2 separate regions of the Sus scrofa genome follow, and region 2 is linked to region 1. A link is a contact called in public HiChIP or PLAC-seq data. All regions are on one chromosome and are shown on one strand. Each heading gives the region's core, a stretch centred on a gene start, on an enhancer-like site or on the middle of the called end of the contact. The rest is flanking DNA. Distances are from core to core; before and after follow the strand shown.

Region 1 (5,783 bases), core at 166-2,665:
AGCGGTCAAGTATAAAGAACTCAATTATTATGTCTTTAAAGAAAAATACAGGAATAAACCTTCAGGAAAACAGGTGCGGCCAACTGGGGCGGAGGGGGGACTGGTGGGGAGTTATCCTTGGGAGGCATAGTTAATTCATTTGACTGTTTCTAAGAACGTTCCTATCAAAGTCGACTAGGAAAGATGGTTAATAAAAAGCGAAGCGGATGCTCGGGCGGCCCGCGGCATCTGCGCATGCTCTGGATGCTGCCGTGGGAGAAAGGGATGGTTATGACGTCACAGGGAGGTTCCTGGACGTGGCGCACGGGGGTCCCGCCCCTGCTGGGACTCCTCAACCCCGCGCGCCGCGGGCAGCGCTGGTCGGTGAGGGAGAGAGAGAAGCTGCAGCCTGCAGCCGGGCCTGTTCGCTGACCCAGCAGCCTCCCTCCATCTCGTAGGGACATTTGGAGGGAAGCCAAGGCTACCCTGAAAATCAGCAGATCAACACCTGACGCTCAGTGACTGCCTCATGTCCGGGCTGGTTTGGAATCTTAAATCAGAAGCCACAAATGCCAACACATGTCAGCATGGGCAGTCACAGCTCCTGAATGGGTGGCCCCAACCCTGGCGGGGCTGTGGGGCCCAGAGATGCCCGCCTCCCTTGCAAAGTGGGCACCCGCTACTGGGGACGCTCACTGTGGCTATATGGGAACAATGGCCCGAGGTCGCCAAACTTCCCATTGTTTTAAGCTGGACTCTCCATGGATACGTGCCATCTCCTAGTTTTAACCTTGACTCCATTTTTTTGGAAATATCACTGAAAAGAAACAGAGCTGATAGACTGTGGCCTTGGCATTGATGACCCCTTCCTTCTCATATCCAGCATCACCCGTGGTCTCTAAATCCCTCTTCCATCCATCTGGCCCCCATCCCAGATGCCTCATCTGCAGATTATTTTTCTGTCTTGCTTCTTTGGACCAAAGACTCTCGGGCAGACTTTTGATTCAGCGTCTCCTAAGGTCTGCCTTCAAGTCGTCTTTCTTGGCTTAATCCACTGCAGGCCCTGAATGAGTGAGGTTCTACCCTTATGTCTGACCTTGGTGTCCAGAGAACACGCCCAGGCTTGGGTCTGGCATCCTTACTACAGCTTGTATGAGCAGAGGTTCTGAGCTAGAGAGACGTGTGTGTGTGTGTGTGTGTGTGTGTGTGTGTGTGTGTGTGTGTGTAAGAGAGAGTGGGGGGCAGAGGGGCAGGTGTTGGGGAGAGGGGTCTGGGGAGGGAGAGATTAGTAATAAGAATGCTGAATTGAGAGGGATTTGTTCCAAACACAGGTCGGAATAGCATAAAAAGCATATATGAACATAGGAATAACGTGGAGCCCTGAGGATTTGAACTTGACACATCAAAGCTGTTTCCTTAGCCACACTGGTTACTCATTACTAGCAATGGCTCTGGACTCTGGCTGCATGTTACAATGACTCAGGAAGCTTTTATAACATATGGATGACGGGGCACCATCCCCAAAGATTCTGATGCAATTTGTCTGGATTATACGACTTGGCATCTGTCCTTTTTTTAAAAGCCCTCCACTGATCTTAATGTGCCGTAAGTTTACAAACCACAGCACAGGGAGAAGCCCCACAGCACAGTGGTGGATTCTGAAGTCAGCTTTCAAGTGAGCTCCAGGTCAGCCTTCACCCCCTTCCCCCCCCCCAATAGCTGTGTGACCTTAGCCAGCATGCTGTGGGTGTCTAAGGCTTACTCAGTCATGGAAAACCCCAAATCAAGTGCCAACTTCACAAGACTGTGTTGGATGAGGCACTGTTTGCCAAGCACTTAGCAAGGACAGAATGAATTATGGCTGTTTTTGTTACCAGCAGGTATGAAGGAGAATCTGATGACTGTTCATGATTCAACAATACTTTAAATCATCTCATCATTTAAAAATAACACGCTAAGCACCCATATACAATCCTACTCTATAAAATGTATACTCACTGAAAATACCGTTTCAGCAAGTCATTTGGACAATGTCAGAGGCTGCTGTTGCACAAGACCTTCAGGCTTTGTGACCTGTGGACCCCTGGCAAGAAAAAGCTCTTCTGACTCATGTGCTGGGAAGTCATACAAATGAAATGCTCTTGGCTATTAAGTACATGCCACAGTATTGAACCATCCTAGCACTACGGCAAATTCAGATTCCAGTAACAGCGACATGCCCTTGTGGCTTATCAAACTGGCAAAAACCTTTTAACAGCAGCAAGAAGAAATTTTGAATTTTATGCACTAATAGTACGATAGCATGTCGGTGTGCAGTTCTTAGAGAAAATTTAGTGATGTGTATCAAAGGGCTTAAAAATATAGATATCCTTTGGTTCAACAATTTCACTTCTAGAAATTAATCCTAAAGGAAAATAATCAGAGATCCATGAAGTTTCACAATTATCAGTGCTATTTTTTAATAGTAGGACGGTTAAGTGCCAATTGAAATATAAATAAATTATGGTACATCTATATATATTCTATCTCGTGTGGAATATCATATTATCATTTTTAAACCACATTTTCCAAGATTAGCAAATGACGTAGGAAAACACCCATCAAGAACTTTAAGTAAAATATACACCCAAGTAGAAAAAAATTTTAAGGTAAAAATCCAAGATGTTAATAGTGATGGGGAGTTTCCATCGTGGCGCAGCGGAAACAAATCCGATGCGGAACCATGAGGTTGTGGGTTCGATCCCTGGCCTCACTCAGTGGGGTAAGGATCCGGTGTTGCCGTGAGCTGTGGTGTAGGTCGGCAACTGTAGCTCTGATTGGACGCCTAGCCCAGGAACCTCCATATGCTGCGGCTGCGGCCGTAAAAAGACACAAAAAAAAAAATGTAAATAGTGATTATCTTTGGGGGCTGGGATTGTGAGACTTCTGTACTTTTCCATATTTTCTATAATCTGTACTGTTTTTATCATAAGAAATCTATGTTCTAAGAGTTTTAAATATTCCTTTGCCAAAAGCAAACAAAACCAGCCAAAGTCCTTATAAAGAATTCTATTTTAGTGGAGCTGATTTGTGTCTCTAGACCAACATTATAAATTCTATTCCAGATATTTTGAGACAATGAGAGGATCTCTTGCCAACAACACTGAATTTGTTAGAAAAACAAATTCTCCCCCCAGAGGTATATTTTCCAAGAAAAGAGAAACAGGTGTGAGAGTACGTGGGATGTATGTTTCAGATGCTCCTGGGTGTCCAATTGAGGACACCTGGTGGCAGCAGAAAATAAGGGACTGAAGCTCGAGGGAGAGGTTGGGACTGAAGACGTGACTCCAGGCGTCAAGGGCTTAAGGATAAAAGCAGAAGAATGTGATAAGTTTATTCAAAACATATTTGTAAAAGGACTAGGTGGTCGAGAACCAAAATCTGGGGAAAGCCTGGGAAAACGGGAAGGGAAGAGGCAGCAGTGCTGGCAGCTTATTTGTTAACCTCCCCCAACCCCTCCGTGAATGTAAGAAAAGAAACCAGGATGGCAAAACAAAAGGCCCAAGGACAATGTCTACACGGCAACGAGGTTGGCCAGATGCCCCCCAGATTCCAAAAATCCGAGCAGGTGCAGGAAGATCTCTGGCAGCCACAAAGTCTGCCTGGCGTCAGCAGCTGTGCCAAGGGAAGCAGCAGGCGTTTGAAGAACCAAGAACACCAAGGTCAGAGGAGGGGCCACCTGAAAGGCTCTACCAGGCCCAGTTAGCAGGAGTGGGAAGGGGTTTGTGCCCCAGAGGCAGGTGAGTCGAGGGGTCCTGAGGACCGTGTGCAGGGGCCAAACGGCCTGTGGACTCTCCAGACACGAGTCAAATGCCCCCTCCGGGGGTCACGTTCCACTCTGAGGACACACTGCTGAAAATAGAATCCAAATTCAGCAGGATAAGAGCAGGGGACCCAAAGAATAAAGAAAGCGCAGATGCACACGGGGAGAGGGAGTATATGGGCCACCAGGGGGGCAAAGCGCCACATTTAACACCATGTAGGATCCAAACAAGGAGGGGGTTTGTGAGGCCTCGAAAGCTCTCTTGAATCTTACCTTATTCTAAAAGTTCAGGAAAACCAATTGCCATAAAAATGATCAATTAGGGAGCTCCCAGTGTGGCGCAGGGGAACGAATCCACCTAGTATTCATGAGGATGCGGGTTTGGTCCTTGGCCTCGCTCAGTGGGTTGGGGATCCGGTGCTGCCATGAGCTGTGGTGTAGGTGGCAAGCCAGGCTTGGATGTGGCATGGCTGTGGTTATGGCATAGGCTGGCAGCTACAGCTCCCATTTGACCCTTAGCCTGGGAACTTCCATATCCCACAGGTGCAGCCCTAAAAAGCAAAAAAACAAACAACAACAAAAAACACTTAAAAATGATCAAGATCAAAGAGATAAAGATGCAGAATAACATCCGCCAAACAGAATCCACAAAGAGAGAAGAAAAGTATAACCTGATGGATCAAAATGAGCAAAAAGGCATCAAAAATAGTAAAATGTATAAAAGGGAAATATACATCTGAAATAGAAATCTCAGAAAGAAAGTGATAAAACACAAACCAAGAAGCAGAAATGGAGAAAAGAAAACTAACTTAAAACCCAAGAGCAAATAAACGTAACAGATAAACCTTAATAAAACTAGACTGTGAAGAAGTTCCCCCGTGGCTCAGCAGGTTAAGGACTCAGCTTTGTCACTGCTATGGCTTGGGATGCTGCTCAGATGCAGGTGCGATCCCTAGCCCAGGAACTCCTGCATGCTGTGGGTGCTGCCCCAAAATATTAGAATGTTAAAAAATTAAAATTAAAACATCAGAAGAACAAATTGGATTCAGGAGTAGTGACTATAGAAGACAGGCAAAGAAAATGCAATAAATAACAGGAGTCCCGGCAGAAGGAAAATTAAAGCAAGAGAGCCGAACAGGAGTTCCTGTTGTGGCAGAACGAATATGGCTAGTATCCATGAGGGTGCAGTTTCTATCCCTGGCCTCGCTCAGTGGGTTAAGGATCCAGCATTGCCGTGAGCTAGGGTGTAGGTGCAGACTTGACTCAAATCCTGCATTGCTGTGGCTGTGGTGTAGGCCGGCAGGTGCAGCTCCAATTCAACCCCTAGCCTGGGAACTTCTATATGCCGCAGGTGCAGCCCTAAAAAGAAAAACAAAACAAAACAAAAACCACCGAAGACCGTGATTCAGGAAGACTTTCCTGGAAGAAAAGGAGATTTGAACTTGTATGGAGCAGGATGGAGGATAATGTGAGAAAAAGAATGAATGTATATATGTGTGACTGGGTCATTTGCTGTACACTAGAAAATTCACAGAACACCGTAAACCAACTATAATGGAAAAAGTAAAAATCATTTTAAAGAGAGATTTGAAAGTGCCCATATATTGACAGAATGCCTCACACGCCTGGGAAAATTGACTCAGATTGATTAACAACAAGATACAGTCTAGTAAAATTATTAGACTTTAAAGAAAAAGAAAAAAAATGATTGAGGTATCCAGGTTAAAGTACCAAGTCACACATAAGGGAAAAATTTCTGATCACAGTAGACTTATTTTTGCTTTTTTTTTTTTTTTTTAGGGCTATACCCAAGGCATATGGAGTTGCCAGGCTAGGGATGGAATCAGAGCTGTAGTTGCTGACCTGCACCACAGCCCACGACAACGCTGGATCCTTAACCCACTGAGCAAGGCCGGGGATAGAACCCGAATCCTCGTGGATGCTAGTTGGGTTCGTTTCTGCTGAGCCACGAGGGACCTCCACCATTAGACTTTTTGACAGT
Region 2 (6,595 bases), core at 424-2,923, 93 kb before region 1:
TACATTCTTTTTCTCATACTATCTCCCATACTCTCCTTTCTTATAGCTTGTGAGCTAATAGAAGGGAAAAGCACATCTATTTATTCTTCACATTAAGCCTAATTATGGCACCGCATCTACAAGCTGTTGAAATGTACAACATGGTAAGTGAAATTTTACAAATTTCTGTGTGAATACAGTTTTCTGAGGGAGGGATCGGTAGCTCTTTAATTCCTTTAAAGAATCTGAGAACCTACAGAAATTGATGATAACCTGTGGCGTAAAGACTCTCACAGTGAGTCTGTTTATGAAGCAAAGCCCCGTTTGTAACACTCCCCACCCGTGCACTCATTCGCAGGTCGTGAGACTTGGATTCGGGGGTGTTTGCTGTGCTTGAAGTGGGCACATGCGTATAGAGTGGCTGGATGATTCTCTGCTGTGGAAAATAGCGGCTCCCTGCTGGCTGGCGCTCTGACCGGGGCCTGTGCAGGACTCGGCACTTCTGCTGGGAGATGAACGGAGGCAGGGAGAAGGGGTTGCAAGCCAGGCAAGGGTTGCAAGCCAGGCTACGTCCTGCGGCTCCCATGGCGCTGACCTGGAGGGGACGCTGGAATTACTGAGCCGGATGAAGTATGGGGGAGTTCCCACCGTGGCTCAGTGGGTTAAGAACCCGACACAGTGTCCATGAGGATGCAGGCTCAATCCCTGGCCTCGCTCATCGGGTTAGGGCCAGCATTGCCTCAAGCTGTGCCATAGGTCGCCAACGTGGCTCAGATCCCGTGACCCACAGCTGCAGCTCCAGTTTGACCCCTAGCCTGGGAACTTCCATGCACCACAGGTGCAGCTGTAAAAAGACAAAGAGAAAAAAATGAGGTTTGGGGATCATTGCTGGCTATCAGTTATCAGTGGACACCGGTGACCTCCTGTCTCCCGTGGCTACTAGTGACTTAACATTGCCTGTAAGCTAAAGTGGCCTCTTTTAATTAAATGTAAAAGATCAAACTCACAAAGACGGATGAGCCTTGTGGCTTGGGCTGGGGTTCTGGCCTGGGGGAGACTCTGGTTGGCCAGAAAGGGCAGGATGCCATTTTCTAGGCTCTGCTCCATGAAGGTACCCCGGGGGGGCTGTCTTTAGGGGAGAACGGTGACTTTCTCAACCAGGAGGGCAGGGGATCCCCGTGAAAGGGGGGGCAGGAGAGTGACAGGGTGTGAGGTCCGAGACCCCTCTGGGGGTCTGCCCTGTGCTCCCCTCCTTACCCCACCCGAAGCTGAAGCACGATGCTCTGTGAGGAGTGAAATCATATCTGGGCGACACACGGTGCTTCTTGGCGAGACGTGTGCTTCCCGGGCTGCTGTCCCGCCCGCCGGCGCTCGGGAGTAAACTTTGCTCGGCGTGGGCTCTGCGACCTGCAGGTTCCAACTTTCGGCTTCCTTCTCCTACTTCCCCCGCCTGGGCGCTCTGCCACGCGCGGGGTGTGAATCCAGGTGGAAAGCAGACGGCCAAGCGGCGACCTCGGCGTAACGGGTCGAATGCTGCTTCTCCCTGCAAAGCGGGAGCGGGCTGGGGAAGGCACTCGTGTGCCTCATTCCCGCTGATTCCTGAGCAAGGGCATCCAGCCACCTCTTCTGCCCTCGTGCTGGAGAGCAGAGAGAAGCACAACTGGGAGTTCTGCCAGAGGGCCCTGGCGCGTCCACGGGCAAAGCCAGGGACTTGCTGCCGTTCAGCTGCACGTGTGCCCGGAGCGTCCGCCCCGCTGAAGAGGGGGAGGCCTGGCTAACAATAGAGCTCTGTCTCTCCCCAAGCTTTCTGGAACAGCGGAAAAGAAGAGCAACCTCGGCTCCTTGAATGCAGCACCACGGTACCTCCCGCGGCGTGGAAGGTACTCGCTGAGTGCTCGAGGGTAAGTGGGCTCTGGGAACCATATAAATCCAGGAACACACGTACACGTGTACACACACACACACACACACACACACACACACACACATGCCGCAAAGAGCTGTTCCTGACAGCAGCACTCTTGGATCCTGTGAGCTGCATAAGGTCCAGCAAAGTTAAGTAACTTACTCAAAATCACACAGCAGCACAGAGAGGGCTGCACTTATTTCTAACTGTATTTGTGTTCGGGGGGCCCACAATTTAGCCAGGGCTGCTGCTGCTTTGGGCCCTCTTTCCACCAATTTTCTTTTGCCCCCCGCAAAAGAAGAACCCAAGGAGAAGAAAGTTTACATGAAGAGAAGCAGAAGAAGAGAACCCTGTTTTCTCATTTTGCTCGGAGATCTCTAAACCCAGAAGAGAATCTGCGTGAGCGCGTGGCAGAGGTGGGAGCCAAGCTCCAGGGCCACACGCCAGGGACGCGGCTTCCAGCCCAAAGTCACGGTAGCCTGTCCTGCTTCCCGCTGCCGTGGGGCCTCAGGTCCAGGCACGCGCTCCCAGCCCCACCGTGGGAGGTGCCAGGAGGAGACAGAGCCTGGCATTCAGGGAGCCTGCAGGCCTGAGCAGCTCTCCTGAAGCTGAGCCGTCGTGCTCAGAGCCCTCGGCTTCCTGCTGGGTTCCGGCCGGAGTCTCTGAAATCAATCGGGTCAAGGTCAAATGGCCAAACTCAGGAACGTGGGTTTAGAGAAGAGAACGGACACCGTGCAGCCGGATCCCAGCTGTGACTCAGCGGAAGTTCTGGACAGAGGAGGCCTTACGGAATGTTCGTGGGTGAGAACAGAACTGCGGTTCGTGGAATGGGCCGGAACGAGTAGACAGCGGGGCTGAGGAGGGCGCTGGGGTGGGGGGGACGTGTGATGTGATGGGGACGCTCCCCCCTCCCCACCCCCCGTGGAGCAGCTCTGAGGACCGTGTGCTTAAGGACCGCCTGCTGGAAGATGCTCGCTTCCCAGTAGGGGCCGGGGCCCCAGGAAGCCTAGCGGGGCGTTTCCCCCCTCGGCAGGGGCCGAGTCTCTGGGCCGGACCCCTAGACTGTGCCTGGCTCCTGGCTTGATGGAGGTGGCACCCGAAGTGGACTGAGGTGGAGGGAGGGCTCCTGGCTTCCAGCCACTGCCAGACTCAGAGAAGCAGAGTTGTGGCAGGAGGGGACAGCTGGCAGGCGTCCCTTGCTGAGGTCACAGCAGCTACCTAGGCGGTGGCCTTGGTGGCCCCCTGACTCCAGGGAGGAGCTGCACTCCAGGAGTGGTGCTGAGGCGGGAGGGACGGGGCCAAAGACGAACATGCCACAGAGACTCTTGTCCTGTGATGATCGCACAGGACGTGGCAGCTGAGGACCGGGGTGAGCCAGGTGTGCCAGGGCCCCCAGGGGCTCCCCTGGCCAGGCAGGACCTTTGGCTCCTGCGACAGCAAAGGGAAAACAGTCACATGCCCACTCTGACCAGGCGGTCAGGGAAAGGGGCAGGAGGGCCCCTTCTGCCAAGTAGATGGACTCCTGCTCTTCTTTCTGTTTATCCTCCCCTGTTAAAGTGTTAACGCCCCTTCCGCAAGCTGTGCCAGCATCTCCACCCCTTCAGATGCCCAGCTGGCTCTCTCTCGACTCCAAGACCATGCATTTATTGGGAGTTATTTATGTGCAAGGCCCTGTGCCTGGCGCTAACACCAAAGCAAGATGAATGGACGCGAAGCGGGTGGCCAAGATCAGGGCTCAGGTTCACCCTGAGTCGCGCCCTCTGCCTGGGTCCGGCACGTCTCGTCTGTGGAACGGGCGGGACCACGCCTGCCTCGTGAAGTGACTCGAGGTCTACATGTGATTGTTTTATAAAAGTCTGCATGGTGCCCGGCAAGTGACAGCCCGTCTCTAGATGAAGGTGCCCCCCGCCCCTCGCTGAGGAAAGGGGCCCAGTAGTCAGACGGCAAAAAGGGTCGTGGAGACCTCAACTGAATCCCAACCCGGGGTGCGTACTTGCTCAGCAGTCCACGGCCACGCGCTGGAAGTGCAGCCGGAGAGGACACAGGCACTTCAGCAGAGGAGCCTGTGAATAGGGCCTCGCGGGGGCCGCCGGTTTTGATCAACCTCCTGCGCCAGTGGGATGGCACAGCCCCGCCCAGGGGCCTCCTGGCTCACAGCCTGCTCAGAGGATGGGGCTGCCTGGGTGCACGGAAGGAGGCAGAGGGCCAGCCTGGGGGGCCCTAGGGGACCCAGTGTCATCCCGGAGGGCACATTTCAGGGCCCTCCAGGGCTCCTCCAGGAGCAGAGGCTGTGTAGTCCCTGACTGTCCCTGTAGGCAGTTCCAGAAACTCTGTGTCTAGGTGACATTCTTCAGTGCCCCGGGGCCCGGGAGCGGCCTCTTTCCACGTGTGTTCCCACAGCTGCAGGGTGTTTAAATTGGGCCCCACTGTCCACTGAACAGCTGAATCTTGGAAACTATTAAAAGAAATACATCACACGGTAGCTTGGAAGTACTGCTGTGCCTCTGGGCGTCACTCAGACTCTTATTAACGTGTAATGCCTGGTCTTGAGCACAGCCAACGACTGTCAAGAGATCAGGGAGGGACAGGAAGGCACAAAGGGGTCAAAGGACGTGGCGCCCTGGGCAGGGAAGGCCGAGCAGAGAGTCAGCTGGGCAGAGAAGGTGAAGACGCACATGGGCCGGCCGTTCCCCCGCAGAGATCACTTTGGGGACAGAAAGGAGGCTCCCAACGCCCCCCGCCCCGCTGCCGCCATGAAGACTGGAGCCAAGTAGGGCTGCTCCAGGGGGCTCCCTTCCCCCATTGCCCATCCACCACTCCGATGAGCAGCCAGCTGTGTGTGCCACCCCCGGAGCTGCCCTGAGCCACTCTGAGACCAGGATGGAGCATGTGATGCAGGGACAAGCAGGTAGGGAGACCTCCAGGCGGCTCTAAGAGGGTGGTCACGGCCAAGGCTTCCGTCTTCGGCTCCCTTGGGCAGTGCCTCCCCAGGACATGTCCCCACGGCCTAGGAAATGCCAGTGGGCTGTGGCCGAGACATGGGGTCTGCACCCTAACCCTGAGCATCGCAAAGGGCCAGGCCCCTCGGGAGGAGCAGGACAGGGCAAGGCCTAAAGCAGGAGGAGTGTGAGCCCCGCCTGGAGCCTGGAGAAGATGGGGTCTCGGGAAGGGAGGTGAAACGGGGAGATCTGGGCCATTGGGGGTGCCATCACCTCCTCCTCCTCCAGACTCTGGCCCTCGGGGCGCTCCCACGAGTGGAAGCATGGAGGGGGTGGCAGGGGCCAGGGGCAGACCCAGATTCACTGCCCAGCGTCAGGGCATAGTAAGCGTTCAGTGCGGGTGTGGAGGCTGCGTCGCCTGGGTCGGCTGAGTTGGGTTTCCCAGGTCCCCCCCCTCCCCTTTCCCATGGAGGAGGGAAGGGCTGGCATGTGCGTCCCCAAACAGGACCGTCCCTTTGTCTCGATTTCCCTGTTAGGAGCTGCTTCCGGGGAGCAGTGGTCAGACACCCAGGCCGGCCTTAGCCAGAGGCTGGCCAGGGGACCAGGAGTGCACCGCGCAGGTGTGCGGGCGGCTTCTCGCCAGGTGATGGAGAGCCCGGCCGGCTGGGCTTATTTATTACAGAAGGCCTGGACCCACCGGAGAGCAGACACTGGTACAGCCTGAGCAAGGGGGACAGGCCCTGGTCCCCAAGAGCCTACTGTCAGTACCCAGTGAGCACACAGGTGTGGCCACGTGTGGATGTACAGTTTGCACTCCGTGTTTCACCCTCACAACGGCAGGAGCCACCTATGGTCAGTTCTGCTGGACACAGGAAGAAGCTTAGATTCATTCAGCGAGGCAGGGCGGGCAGGCAGCCGGGGTGTCAGCTGCCTTTCTTTACCGCAGCCTGCGCCTGAAGCAGGAGTCGGCTGCGGTCCTGGTGCCCCAACGCAAGTCCCAGACCCCTACGTCAGGGTTGCCCGGGGAGCTCCTTAGACCTGCAGGTCCCATCCCAGCCTTGCTGGAGGAGATGTTCAGGATGGGGCTGAGGCGGGGTCCCTGCCGGGTGCCCCGCTGGCCGCAGCTGGGTGTGGCCAGTGCGTTCCCAGGATGCTCTGTGGCTCACGTTCAACCTCCCATGGCCGATGATGTTCATTTCAGGTTTTTTTTTCAAAGAGGCTTCAAAGGAGGAGCAGCAAATTCAGAAAGAAGGCTGCTTTTTGAGCTGAAACGGATTCACGAAGAGAAGTTCTCCAGGCAGTGAGCAGGCAAATGCTGGCCCCCTGCTTTCTGTGCCGTGTGGCCCTTCCAAGCGGACGTGTTATGTGCCAACGTGCAGACAGGAGAGCCGGGCACCCCGGCCCCAAAACAGAGGCTGTGGAACCGCAGCCCCACTTCCGTCCGGGACAATTGCGGGGGCGTCTAACTCTGCTCGGAGTTTCTGTGCCATCGGGGTTCCTTAGTCTGCGGTGGCGGGAAAGCCCAGTGGCCCACAGGCTTAAATCATGAGGAAATGTACTCTGTCCTATCACAAGGGCTCAGAGTCAGTCTCTGGAGGTGAGTAGTTCAGGGCTGCAAGGAAAGAACGGGCCAGGTTCCTTCTGCCCGGCCACCCCTGGTGTTGGCTTTATTCCGGGCTGGAGGCAGTGCTTGCCCGGTGATCCACAGTCTCTGTAAAGAGAGCAGACTTCCCCAGAAGCCCCCTCAGATGCCCCGGGTCTCGGATAAGCA

Evidence for each region. HiChIP or PLAC-seq counts read pairs in DNA pulled down with a chosen protein or histone mark.
Region 2: an H3K27ac HiChIP or PLAC-seq map of skeletal muscle shows a contact between it and region 1. The contact joins two enhancer-like sites. A contact is called at or near these places in 3 of 47 Hi-C or Micro-C datasets (fetal heart ventricle, heart right ventricle and liver) and 1 of 2 datasets of contacts at active chromatin or transcription factors (skeletal muscle).

Annotation. Positions count from the first base shown.
Region 1 is chr7:2,471,958-2,477,740 of Sscrofa11.1, reverse strand. The region is part of intron 1 of LOC102162837 (a long non-coding RNA gene); the gene reads right to left. Among named protein-coding and RNA genes, the nearest start is that of ECI2, 29 kb to the right of the region's middle. Within about 2 kb of position 1,415, at least 22 of the 83 cell types and tissues checked have an H3K27ac peak or open chromatin away from gene starts, as enhancers often do. A contact at or near this core is called in liver and skeletal muscle, where this site is marked.
Region 2 is chr7:2,564,374-2,570,968 of Sscrofa11.1, reverse strand. No RefSeq gene overlaps it. Among named protein-coding and RNA genes, the nearest start is that of ECI2, 120 kb to the right of the region's middle. Within about 2 kb of position 1,673, at least 19 of the 83 cell types and tissues checked have an H3K27ac peak or open chromatin away from gene starts, as enhancers often do. A contact at or near this core is called in liver and skeletal muscle, where this site is marked.